Regions from separate parts of the Capra hircus genome. Here region 2 is linked to region 1. The links are chromatin contacts, called in public Hi-C maps. All regions are on one chromosome and are shown on one strand. Each heading gives the region's core, a stretch centred on a gene start, on an enhancer-like site or on the middle of the called end of the contact. The rest is flanking DNA. Distances are from core to core; before and after follow the strand shown. Region 1 has its middle 88 kb from the start of CLIC4. Region 2 has its middle 53 kb from the start of RUNX3.

Evidence for each region. A called contact is a pair of places that touch in the nucleus more often than the background predicts.
Region 2: a contact with region 1 is called in a Hi-C map of blood, with 3 times the contacts expected there. The contact joins two enhancer-like sites. A contact is called at or near these places in 2 of 5 Hi-C or Micro-C datasets (both in blood).

What each region holds. Positions count from the first base shown.
Region 1 is chr2:7,836,328-7,843,272 of ARS1.2, forward strand. No RefSeq gene overlaps it. Among named protein-coding and RNA genes, the nearest start is that of CLIC4, 88 kb to the left of the region's middle. Within about 2 kb of position 4,419, at least 1 of the 5 cell types and tissues checked has an H3K27ac peak or open chromatin away from gene starts, as enhancers often do.
Region 2 is chr2:7,999,567-8,006,203 of ARS1.2, forward strand. No RefSeq gene overlaps it. Among named protein-coding and RNA genes, the nearest start is that of RUNX3, 53 kb to the left of the region's middle. Within about 2 kb of position 5,270, at least 2 of the 5 cell types and tissues checked have an H3K27ac peak or open chromatin away from gene starts, as enhancers often do.

The DNA of each region.
Region 1 (6,945 bases), core at 3,169-5,668:
TATATGGTTCCATTTATATGAAATGGCCAGCATAGACAAATCTATAGAGACAGTAAATTAATGGTTGCTAAGAGCTGGGGAAGGACAGGATGGGAAGTAACTGCTAGTGAGTAAAGGTTTCTTTTTTGGAGTGATGAATGTTCTGGAATTAGCTAATAGTGATGATTGCACAACTTTGTGAATATACTAAAACCCACTGAATTATATACTTTAGAAGGTAAACTTTATGATATATGAATTATATCTCAATTTTTAAAAGTTACAAGGGGTCCATTCTGCCTGCTTAAAAGTTTTGGATAAACAGTGTATAGACAGGTTGATTGGCAAAGCTAGTGATGTCTATTTCCTTTGTATTTGACTTAAATTTCGATTTAGATGTCATCCAGAATATATTCTTAAAGAAGAAAGAGGGGGGAATTGTGCTAATGGCTGCCCAACTTAATAAATTTACTAAAAAAATTCAATTTTGTTTGCCTAAAATGGGTGAATTCTACAGTTTGTAAGTGAAACCTCAGTAAAGCTATTTGAAAAGAATATTGCAATAACAGTTCAAATCTGAAATTAAGAACTCACCATGTGGGTTTAACAGCAGAGCGCACGCAGCAGGAGCTCGGATTAGTGCTTGAAGATAGGCCAATAGAAAAATTCAAACGGAAGCAAAGAGCAAAAGAATGTAGAAACTAAACAAAAAACCAAGCGCACAAGAAGCACAGTGAACACAGCCTAAACATACGTGTGACTGAGGTCCCAGACATGAAAGGGAATGGGGCAGAATCAATATTTGATGAAATAATAGCTGAGAATTTTCCCAAACTGTTGACAAACTTTAACCTACAGATTCATAAAACTCAGCAAATTCGTTATGGAGTAAAAGCAAAACCAAAAGGCACACTTTTAAGAATACCTTATGCTGGAAACCAAAGACAGAAGACTCTAAGGACGGCCAGAGAGAAATATGTAACCTTTGAAGGAGCAGTGGCTAACTTTTCAGAAGAAACTTTGGAAGCCAGAATCTTAAAACTCCTGAGAAAGGTCTGCCGACTTAGAATTGCCAACTTAGTAAAAATATTCTCAAAAGCAAACTAAAGGCATTTTCAGACAGACAAAAGTTGAGAGAATTAAGCACCATCAGACATGTGCTATAAAAATACTTAAGTACTTCAGCCTAAAGGAAAACGCCCCCAGGTGGTAGTATAGAACCGGAAGGAAGGATGAAGAGCAACGAACAGAGTAAATATATAGGCAAATATGAAAGAATATTGACTTTTAAACCGCAGTAATGTCTTGAAGACATATATTGTTAAAAAATGTAATATGGAATATATAACAGCGGTTATATATTATACATGTATAATAGTGTGGAAGGGTAGAAGAAAGGGTTGTTTGTACTGGCAAGTAGTAAAATTGCTAATTTAACAAAACCTGTAATCATAAATACTGTAATCTCGAGAAGATTAGGTATTATTAGGATAACTATAAAAATAGCTTGAAAATCTAAGCTTCAAGAGTGCATTAATACATTTATCTAAGATGCAAGAGGAAAATGGAATTTTTTAAAAATCCAGTAACTGCAAAAGGAAAAAGGACTAAAGGAACAAAGGGTAGGACTAATTGGAAAAACAGCAAAAGGTTAGCTATAAAGTCTACACCGTTAGTTACAGTCAATATAAGTGGGGTAAATAATCCAACTAAAAGGGAGTATGAAACTGTTGAATCAAAACCCAATATATGACATTTACAAGAAACAAACTTTATAAGGACACAGAAAGTTTGAAATTCACAGATGTAACAGTTATTTCATTGACACAGCAAACAGGAAAGTGGATGTAACCATTATATTTTTTTAATTTATTTTAATTGGGTGTAACCATTATAAAAAGCAGGCTTTGGGGCAAGGAGTATTTACCAGAGACAAAGAAGGACATTTTACAATATGTATGCTGCTGCAAAGCTGCTGCAAAGCTGCTGCTAAGTCGCTTCAGTCGCGTCCGACTCTGTGCGACCCCATAGACGGCAGCCCACCAGGCTCCGCCGTCCCTGGGATTCTCCAGGCAAGAACGCTGGAGTGGGTTGCCATTGCCTTCTCCAATGCATGAAAGTGAAAAGTGAAAGTGAAGTCGCTCAGTCATGTCCCAACCCTTAGCGACCCCATGGACTTCAGCCTACCAGACTCCTCGGTCCATGGGCTTTTCCAAGCAAGAGGACTGGAGTGGGTTGCCATTGCAATGCCCTTTTATAATTATGAAGTTTTATTCATTAGGAAGATACAAGACTCCTAGATTTATACTCATCTAATAACACAGCGTTGGATACATACAGCAAAAGTTAGTGAAGCTGAAGGGAGGAATAGACAAATTCACCATCATAAGGAGATTTTTAACAGCTCTCCCACTAACAGAACAAGCAGGAAATGAACCACACACACACACACACACACACACACACACACGCCCACATACTCAGTAAGGAATAACTCAATTAATTTGACTTCATTGACATTGGAACATTACATCTGACAGCTGCAGAATGCACATTCTGTTCAGGTGCACACAGAGGTTTTAGCAGGGCAGTCCATATGCTGGCCCAGAAAGCAAGCCTCCACACATGTCAAAGGAGTGGCATCATACAAAATAAGTTCTCCCACTGCAGTGGAACCGAACAAAAATTGGCTTGGTTGCAAGACAGCAAGAGGGCTTCCCTGGGGGCTCCGTGGTAAAGTCTGTCACTGAGAGAGACACAGGTTCGACCCCTGCTGGGGGAAGATTTATTTATTTATTTCCGCCCCCTGCCCCCCCCCCCACTCCCCGCCCCGCAGCGGAGCAACTAAGTGAGTCTGTGCTCTAGAGCCCAGGAACCGCAACTCTTGAAGCTTGCCTGCCACCCCCACCCTCCCGCCAGAGCCTGTGCTCCACAACAAGACAAGTCAGGGCAATGAGAAACCCTTCCACCACAACTAGAGAGTAGCCCCCCTTCTCCACAACTGGAGAAAGCCTGAGCAGCAAGGAGGATCCAGCACGGCCAAAAATAAATAAAATTTTATATATAGACAGCAAGAAAACCCCCAAAATAAGGAACCAGTTACAGCAAGTTCAACAAGCCTTCACCCTACAGTGAAATTTAAACAATTTAACAGACATATGTGCACTAAGTCGGTCTTCCCTACCACCTTGTGGGGTGGAGACTATGATTCCCATTTTATGAATGAGGAAACTGAAGCACAGGGAACTTGCTCAAGGTCACACAGCTAGGAAGCGACAGCAAAATCAGAGGCCCGGAGCGGTGCTCTGCAGTCTTAGAAGTGCTTCTATATTTTTCTCAGTAGGGTGGGCTTGGCCCCGACTTCTGGACTGCCAAGGTAATGGGTTGCCAGGGTCTTCCCGGTCGCTCAAACGGGTAAGCAATCTGCCTGCAACGCAGGAGACTCGGGTTCCATCCCTGGGTCAGGAAGATCCTCTGGAGAAGGGAATGGCAGTCCAGTCTAGTATTTCTGCATGGAGAATCCCCACGGACAGAGAAGCCTGGCGGGCTTCAGCCCGTGGGGTCGCAAAGAGCTGGACACGACTGAGCGACTAAATGCTACTAGGTAAGCAGAGCCCAGCTGGAGCAAACCTGGCCCTGGGATTCTTTCTCTGCGGTGTCTGGCAGGGAGCCGAAGACAGAGGATCCAGGCCCAGGCAAGCCCCGTATCCGCCGCCCCCACCCCCAACCCCGCCCCGGGGACTTCCCCACCCAGGGCCTTTACCATCTAAGACTGGAGGCGGGAGTAGAAAGGGACGGCAGAGGATGAGATGGTTGGATGGCATCACCAACTCCATGGACATGAGTTTGGGTAAACTCCGGGAGCTGGCGATGGACAGGGAGGCCTGGCGTGCTGCAGTCCGTGGGGTCGCAAAGATCGGACACGACTGAGCGACTGAACTGAACTGTGAACTGAACTGCGGAGGAGGCGGTGGCCGCGCCCTGGTCCCCGCAGCCCGGCCGGGTCTCCGGGCCCGTCGCTCCGAACGACCGGCAGGGGGCGCAGGCTCCCCGGCCTTTCGGCCGGGCCGCCGCGCGCCCGCAGGGGCCGTGACAGCTGCAGGACCTCGTCGGTTTGGGGAGCCGGCAGCTCGGCTCAGCCGCGTCGAGGGCTTCCTTCCTCTTTTATCAGATCTGTCAGGGCTGCCGCTCTGTGAAGGCGCCTCCGGCCTCTTCCCTCCTTCCTGTGGCGAACAGACGCGCCCCGCGCCGCCGCTCGTCTCCGCCCCCGCCGCCCGCCGCGGGCCCCGCGGGCCCTGCTCGCACCCTTTTCGGGGAGGAGGGCCGGGGGGTGCGGGACCCTGCTTTGAGGTCAGGTCTCCGGGGGGCTCTGGTTTGCCCCCCTGCCCCCCGGCCCGGGGCCGCCCGCGGAGCCGCTTCTTGCAGCTCTTTGCGCACTTCTGCACGCGCTGGGCCCGCGGCGGCTGGAGGAAGCGCCTCGGAAGCGAAACTCTTGGCAGGTTCGGGGGCAGCTGGGACGCGGGGGCCGGGATGCAGCCGACGTTAAGGCCCGGGCCTCCTCCCAGCTTCGCCCTCGCGCCGGGGGCGGGCCCCCTACTCCTGGGTCCAGCTCCCCCAAGGTGCCCCGCCCGCGTGCCTCCGCGAGGGGGCTCCCCTCGCTGAACTTGACCCTGACCCCCGGGAGGACGGCCCCCGCCTGAGAGACGGCCTCGGAGGGGGGACTGTCCTCAAGGGAGGCGAGCTGCCTTTGGGACGGCCATTGGGGGCGGAGGGCGGGGGTGGAAAGAAAAAGCCAGCCACCCATTTCTGATCTCATTTCTTATAAGAAATGAACCTGCTTCCGTTCCTTCCAGTGTTTCTTCGTTCTCCGATTTCCTCAGTCAAAGAAGAATAAATGCTTTTCCTTAAACACCATGTGCCCGACTTGAGCCCATGGACTTGTAGCCCACCGGGCTCCTCTGTCCGTGGAATTCTCTAGGCAAAAATACTGAAGTGGGTAGTCATTCCCTCCTCCAGGGTATCTTCCCAACCCAGGGATTGAACCTAGGTCTCCCGCATTGCAGGCGGACTCTTCCCCTCCTGAGCCAACAGGGAAGCCCCTGCCAATTACCCGACTTTATATACGTATAGGTATAAATATATTTTTAATATAAGTAACTGTTTCATATTTTCAGCTTGTCAACAGTCTCTTGGAGTATTAACCCCATTTTAAAGATAAGAAACATTGAGCATCCAGAGTTTCAGTAATTGGCCCAAGCTCATGCAGTAAAGAACGGATGGAGGCCATCCGGCTCCAGAGCCCTGGGTTCTGGGCTGTCACCTCTCCAGTGTTGGAAGGAGCTCCAGTTGGGGACACCAGAAGGCTGATTCGGTGGCACTGTGGTGGAGCAGCCCTGAGCTTCCCACTGGACTTTTCTCGTGACGAGTTTGGGAGTTCCTGGCTACACCATGCCCAGCTCCAGTCTCTGAAGTGCATGCAAGTGTGGACAAAGCAAGCGGAGCTCAGAGCTCTAATACCAAGAACCAAGCTTCAGGGCCGGCTCTCCATTTCTGTGTGATCGGGAGAGTCCTGGTTGATAAGAAGGGACTCTGGAAGTCCGGGAGAGCTGGAGGGACCTCCCCAGCTCTTGGGCTCAGAGACAGAGATGCAACACCCTGCTGTCTGCAGAGGTCACTCTAAACCAGCGAAACCACCCTGCTATGGATGAATGGGAGAATTCTGGACCGAGGAGGGGCAAGAGAAGAAAAGCCCAGGATCCTCTCCATTCTCTGCCCTCACTGGAAACAGTGACATTTCAGTGAGTCATCTCATTCTCTGAAGTCACTGACTGCAAGAGGAATTGTTGCTTATCTCTACAGATGCTCCAGGAATCCCAGGGTCCTTGCCAGAACCTTAAGGTTGCCTAATTTAATTAAGATTGACGATAAAGACAAAAATGTCAATGAAGTGGAGCCCAGCTCACGGGTGCACATTATTGATTTGCTTTATCAATAGAGGGTGCTTTGCTTTTTTTTTTTTATTATAAGAAAAATTCTACCATGTTCTGAAGTTCCCTTTCACCTTGGTATTCCAAACCAACTTTCACTATCAGATGCTTTTTAGAAATCCTAGTGACAGCAAGCTGGAAGTACTCCAGCACCTTTGGTTCACCCATGAGTGAACTAAGGATGAGTGACTTGCCCAGGGTCCCGTAGGTAGTTACCTGCAACATGAGGGCTCCTAGGACAGTGCTTTCAGGACCAGACAGCAGCTTTGGCATAAACACCTGATGGCTTCTGGGTTGGGGCAGAGTTGCCACTAGAATCCCTTTTTCATCTCCTTGTTCTTGGCTTTCAGGGAGTTCTACTTCAGGGGGCTTGGGTTTAACAGTCTTTGGCATCCTGAATCTTTATCTCATATGAAAAACACTTAACTGTATGATATGCTCCATTCATTTAAAAATAACATTTGGAGCTCCACCTGGGTTCAAGGCACTGGCTGGATGTGAATAAATGGAGACACATGATTTCTGCCTTCTGAGACCTTCCAGGGTCACAAGGGAGAAAGACATATACACAAATAACTAGGCAATAAAAGCAGAAAGTGAGAAATAATTCACAAGAGTCTTAAAAGCATTATTCACTCATTTGCTCACGAATATTTGTTGAACCTATGAGTCAATTCATAAAGGGAACAATTGCTTTTCACTAGGAAAATCGACTGTATCAAGGAGAATATTTTTTTTTTTTTACAGATTTTAACTACTTAAGTGATTATCAAAGTAATTCTGCACACTGAAGACATTTTGGAAAGCACGGAAAATGGTAAAGAAGCACATATGAAAACTTCCCCTAAGCTCCCCAGCCAGAGATAATCCATGTGTGGTATGTTTTCCCTTCTATTGGCTAAAATTTTTTTTCTTTAAGAGATTGAGAGCTTACTTCCCACTGCAAACCTATTACCTCATAAGCATTTCCCCACATCGT
Region 2 (6,637 bases), core at 4,020-6,519, 160 kb after region 1:
ATCCATAAAATGGGGGTATTTGGCTCAACCTCATATGGCTTGAGTGCCCAGTAACAGGAATAGGTCAGGGGCATCCTGAACTGGAACAATGCCCTTGACAATCCATTGCTCAGCATCCCCACACCTAGTCCAGCAGAACTGCCCTTCTCCCGGCCTCCAGCTGTTTCTTGTCCCCATCGCAGGGGCCAAGATTGGGCTCTGAGCCCAGGTAACCCCAGAACTGAGGGGCAGTGGTTCTTCCGGTCTGATAGGCGGCAGGTCAGGAGAGGGAACGGCCTGATTGGCTGCTGCGTCTCCTCAGAGGAAAAGGGTGGAGGGGGATTGCCAGGCAGCGGTGGGTGTGAGGGGGAGCTGCATGGGATGGAGAGCCCCCGTCTCCTGCCCCTGGAGACGCCAGAGCCCAGCTTCCTACCTCTTTCTCAGCACACCACAGCTCCTGCAACTGAACCATTAGTAACCCTGTTTTTTAGGGCTTGAAGTCCATTTGGTCTCCCATAGTCAATTCATGAGCTTCCCTGGTGGCTCAGCTGGTAAAGAATCCGCCTGCAATGTGGGAGACCTGGGTTCGACCCCTGGGTTGGGAAGATCCCCTGGAGAAGGGAACGGCTACCCACTCCAGGATTCATTGCCTAGGACTCCTCAGCCTTGATCCCAGCCACAGACCAAGCCCGGATTACTGACACACCAGGGCCGGCCACACACCATGCTCTGACCCTGGTCTCAGATGGACCCATAACCACAGCCACAGCATCCTGACCCCAGGCAGCCATGTCAGAGACACAGATGTGAGTTCTGGAAGAGCACAGGCCATTCCATCCCTGAGACTGGCCTGCTGGGCCAGAGGGGTCATCCCCAAAGGTGAAGGCCATCCACAAGTCTCCAGGACAACTTGGATACATGCCACAAAGCCACCGCCGGCCCTCGGGAGACATGGTTGTAACTGGGCCCTGCACCAACCGCTGTGTGACCCTGGACGTGTCCCATCTTCCTTGGCCTCAATTTCTGCTCTGCCCTACTATTCCCCAGGGAGGCATAGATAATATCTGAAGCCTTCTCAGCTCTGAAGGTTAGTGATTCAGGAGACACAAAATGCTATTGTGGGCCTGCTTCTAGACTTTTCCCAGCTCTCAGTTCCCTAGTCTGACTCCCCTCCACTCTTAACTTCCTGGCCTCAGTCTCACAGCCCAGTGGTTAGAAACAGCCCTCAGGGCCGCAGAGACCTGGCCTCAAGACACAATCACCACATCCTAGCTGGGAGGTGTTGGGGGGAACCTCAGCCAATTTCCTAGCCTCTCAGAGCCTCAGTCTGCTCATCTGTGAAATGGGGATTTTGGGGTCCTGGGAAGACTCGTGCAGGAGATGTATGAGAAGATTTTGGCACAGAGTCTAGCAAGTGGAAAGGGTCAGCAGGTCAGAGCTGAACAGGCTACCTTTGTGTGGGCTTCCTGGGCTTTCCTCAGCTCAGTGGTGATAGATTACGGTAATGCCCTTTTCTTCCCTTTCTCAGGGGGGAAGAAGGCCTAAACAGGGCAAGCTCCTTGCCAACACAATGGGGGCACCAGAGCCCCGGGTCCCCCCACCTTTATTCTTCTCTGCATGGAAGCCACCAGAATCCGCTGTTACCCTCTCTGAGCATCAGTTTACTCCTCTGTAAGAGGAGAGAGAGGGGCCAGGGGGACAACCCCCAAACCCACACAGCATTGCCCACCCAGCTACTGAAGGGGCAGGAGTGTGCTGGCGTGGGAGGTCACGGCTGGATGGCAGGCTTTGAGAAACCTCTGGAATGAGGGTTTAAAAGTTTGGGGATCATTTTTGCTACAAGGGCCCCACTTCTGCCCTCCTTTCTTTTCATGACTTTTCACCAACTGTTTCTTCCCTTAATCCAAACCATTGTTTTTCCAGGGTGAGATTTAAATCAAAGCCACATGGCTCCCCCAATGCACACCCCCTTGCCAAATGGAAGCGTGATCTGGAGGAACAATAATCACCCTGCTGAAGGGGATTCTGAACTCTCCATGGGGACCACCAGGCAATGGGAAGATCTGGGGGGCTTCGAGTTGGCCTGACTAGGGTAAGCACAGAAGTTTCTAGGCCCGATGTGGCTCAGACCCAGAATCACGGAGGGACCACAGTTCTGCCATTAAGAAGATGAGCCCTTTCCTGAGTCCGAGGCCTCCATCTCTTTAGCTGTGAGTGTATGAGATGGTGCCCAGCCCCTGAGGCCCCTTTTGGAGAGGGGAGGTTCACAAGGTCAGCCCTGCAAGGCTTGGCCATTTATAGGCGACTTGAAGTGTGACAGCAGTGTGGCCTAGTGGGTAAGACATCTGGATATGGAGTCTGGTTCATGTCTGATTCTCAGCTGCTTGCTGTGTGACCCTGGACAAGTTCCTTAACTTCTCTGAGCTTCCGTTTCTTCATCAGTAGAATGGGGTGCTTGCCAGACCTTTCTGTTGGTGAAGTGCCAAGTACCTGCTGCACAGTACAGCTCACAACAGCAGTTCAGGGAGGCGCAGAAGTGAAAGGGAGTCTCACAGAGGAAGAGGAGAGACTCCAGGCGTGGTATCAGGGGAGGGCAGGGGGTGCAGACAGCAGGCAGGGTGGGGCCGGGGAGGCAGGGGAATCTAGGCACCTGGCTCCTGACAGAGTGAAGGCCCGGGAGGGGAGGCTCACAGGACTCTGGAGGGGACAGGCTGTTTGTTCTATGCGGGTGGTGCAGGTGGGGAGCATGGGAGGGGGTCTGTGAGGGGGGTTGGGGGGAGGCGGAGGCCTAGCCAGTCCCCAGGGGCCGCTCTCCAGGGGCTTCCCCAGGCCTGGCCTCAGTTTTGCATAGTCTGGCTCTCCCAGGTGGGCCCATTACTTGGAGTCTCAGGGGAAGGGCGAGGTCAGGAGAATAAGGGGCACCCACCTACCCCACCCCCCACACAAAGAACTAACCACATAAGGCCTGGACACCTGTGGGCTGAGCACACTCGTACACATGGGCCCATGCGTCCAGGCACACAGACTAAGACATACATGCAAATATACACACGCTAGACCCGTATGCAAAACCTAGACCCAGACAGGCCCATGCCCAGACCCACATTTCCACAATGGTTCAAACCCACATACAGGAGTGAGCATGCAGGCCCACACACAGACACACGCATGTGCACACACACGCGTGCTGAGAGAAGGCAGCTCTCTCTCTAACCCGGTATTCCCTCTGCCAACGCAAGCGGGTCACCCACCACGTAGCAGGTGCTGCGTCAGGCCCTGGACGCAGAGACCAGCCCCCACTCCTGGAACTCACAGGCTAGTGAGAAACCAGTCAGTTGAAGTAAGGGTCGCTCTTCACACGATCAGGTGATTGTGTTCATTTAATCTTCACAATGACCTTCTGGAGTTGGGGTATCTGCCCGAAGGAAACGGAGGTCTGGAGGGGGTGTGGCCTGCCCGAGGAAGGCCTTGGGGAGGTTGAAGAGGCCCTCTGCTTCCTCACTGTGACCTCGATACAGACCAGAGAGGCGCTCGGGACACACCCCACCAGCGGGGTGGCATCGGGCCTGCAGGGGGCCCCCCTGCCAGCCACTGCTATTAAAACTGTGGGCTTTCAACCACCCACTCTCTCCCCACTCCTGTCTGCTCCTGCTGGAAGAAATGATTTCGCCCATTTTACAGAAGAGGACACAGAGTCCCTGAGAGGACCAGTGGCCTTAGAAGGCGGGCCCCGTGTGCCAGACCAAAACGATTCCTGCTCACCTGAGGGCTCCAGTTGCCTCAGACCCCCTGGTTGGCCAAGGGCTCCTCCCTGACCCTGGCTGGACATAGCGCAGGCACAGGGGTGGGATAGGTTGGCAGGCCAGCCCCTAACCACCAGGCAGCCCAGCCTGTGAGCTTCTGGTTGCTTTCCAAATTCCCTAGAGAGGTGCCACCAGGCTTCCTGAGTATTAGGACAAGAGCGAGCAGACACTTGGGGCTCAGATACTGTCCCCCACTTTTCCCGGCAAGAGGAAGGTGTGGGGGACATCCTTTCATTCAGCTCCTGACTCAGTGATGCATCCCTTCTGGGATCCCTTGGGGCTGGACCCCACGTGCAGGCCAAGGTCGGTGCAAGAGGGGAAGGCTGTAGCCTCACCTGAGCCTCCCATTAGAAGCCCTTGCAAATCACCCTCCAGGGCACACGTGCCCTGGAGCCACTCGAAATCTGTCCCACAGCCTCTCTGCCATCTGATCAGTTAGAGGAATCTTATAAAATGCAGATTCCTGGGCACTTTCCCAATCCGCTGAATCGTAGTTTCAGGGCTAGAGGCCTAGAATCGGTATTTTTGCAAAGCCTAGAGCTCTGGCTGAGAACCCCTGGCCCTGGGCCCCTGCTGACTGCTACTTGTTATGTTTGTGATTCTAGCTGGGTGTCGTCTTATTTCATCCTGGGTCCCTCCAAAGGATGCTCAATAAATGTGTGATGGTGCCATCAGTGGGCTGCCCAGGGTTGTAGGCCCCTGGAGGGGTGTAGCTGAGGTCTCCACTGGTGGCCATGGGCAAGTCACCGCCTCTCTGGGCCTTGGCTCTGCTAGTCTTTAAGGGCTGACTCTTCCTGAGCCACTGCTGGCCCACAAGGGCTGTCTGAACACCAGGAGGAGATGTTCCTCCCAGCCTGGGAGGGACTCAGACAGACTGCCCAGGCCTCTCTGGATTTCCCCCCTTTATCTTCTGAAAAAGGAGCCCAAGCCAAAGGGGCGCCCTGAGCTAACCTGATCTCTGCGTCCTTCCTAACCTAAGTGGGGGAGAAACCTTTGTCAGCCCCTGAACCCCCAGCCTGGGCCTGAGCACTGAGCCGGAGAGGGGGAAGGACCCCCACCCCTCCTCCCCCCGCATGGGGAGGCCGAGATGGTGGGCGAGGAGCAGGTGCAGAGGTTTCCACTTCTTAGAATTCCTGCGAGGCCTGGGGGGTGAGCTCACTTACGGGAAAGGGGGATGGGGGGCTCGCTCTTCTCACCCGGCCTGGCTGGGGGGGGTGCAGCAAGTGCGTCAGCAGCCCCGGCTCCTGGCCTGCCTCCGGAAACGCCGCCCGGGGCTCAGTCACGAACCGGGCGGGCGGCGGGGGGGCAGCTGGAGCTCAAGGAGGGGAGTCAGGTGACTTGCAAGGAAGCTTGAGTGGGGGCCGGGAGGCTGCACCGGGGTGCAGGGGGAGGTCAACTTCCCCCTTCCCGGGCCTGTACCCCCACGCCCATTGCCTGGCGGGATGTCTCTCCAGCTGTCTGTCTGTCCACTGTTCCCTGCCCCCACCACCACGCCACCGTCCCACCACGAGCTCTGGACCTCTGCTGGGTTCCCCTGGTGCCCATGAGGCCTTGCGTTCCCAGCAACCATCAGTCTTGGGGTGCAGGGTGGGAGGGAGTCGCTTCGGGCCAGGGTCCCGCGGAGTGGAGGGGTGAAGACCCCAGCCCAGGGCCCGAGGGCAGGAGAACCCTGCCTCCCGACCTCCCATCCCCCACTCCTCTGCAGCTATTTAAAGCAAGTGGTGGCCGTGGGAAACTTCTTCAGATGTGTGGTTTCGTCTTCTTCAGCACAGGGACCGGGCGTCTGCTCTCTCGGTCTGGTGACTCATCCTGAGTGAGAAAAGCCTTTTTGTTGTTTGGCGCTCGCTCGAGGCTCTCTGGTCTGAGAACCTGGCCCGATGGGGCCTTCCCTCGCTGGGACTCCTGGAAGGTCCTGGAAGTGCCCTGAGCTGCCCCTTTGTCCCGTTGTCACCAGACTCAGGAAGCCCAAGGGCTGAAATGCTCAGCTGCGGTTGGGGGGCTGCCTGGCTGGGAGGGTGCCCATCCTCAAGACTCATCACAGCCACCACCTCCTCCAAGAAGCTGCCTCCGAGCCCTCTGAAACCTCAACCAGTCTCCCCCTTAGTGACTCGGGCCTCTGCCCTCAGTCTTCTCATCTCTGAAATGGGCCCATTGAGTCCAAGCTTGGATCCTGCAGGAAGATTAACTGCAGAACCTGTAGCATGGTGTCTGACACGCAGCAGGTGCTCCGTGGACGGGGTTTATGGTTAGGGAGAGTTGCTAACGTTGGGTGCTTCTGTTACCTGAGTGATTGCATTTAATTTTCCCAGCAACCCCAGGAAGTCCTTTCCTGTCAATAGTATTATCTCGTTTTACAGAGGAAGAAACTGAGGCATAGGGAGTTGAGTTATTTCCTCATTGTCTCACATCTCGTAAGTGCAAAGTGAGATTCAAACCTACGTGATGTGGCCCCAGAACCCGAGCGGGTAACACTGGGCCAGCCTGTCTCAGGAGCTTGGCACCTCGTGGCTGCTGAAGAGTTGGATTCCAGGGACTTCCCCTGTGGCCCACTGGTTAAGAATCTGCCTTTCAATGCAGGGGATGTGGGTTCGATCCCCAGTCAGGGAACTAAGATCTCACACACTGCAGAGCAATGCCTGAGCAACTCGTACACTCTGGAGCCTGTGTGCCACAGCTAAGACCCTACTAAGCCAAATAAATCAATAAATATGCAAAAAAAAAAAAAAAAAAAGGATCTGGACCCCAGGAACTATGGAGAGCACGCCCCTTCTGCTCAGAATCTTTGCATATGCAGTTTTCCTCTGCCTGAGCACTGCCTGGCCCCCAACTACCACTTGCCTAACCCTATCCTCCTC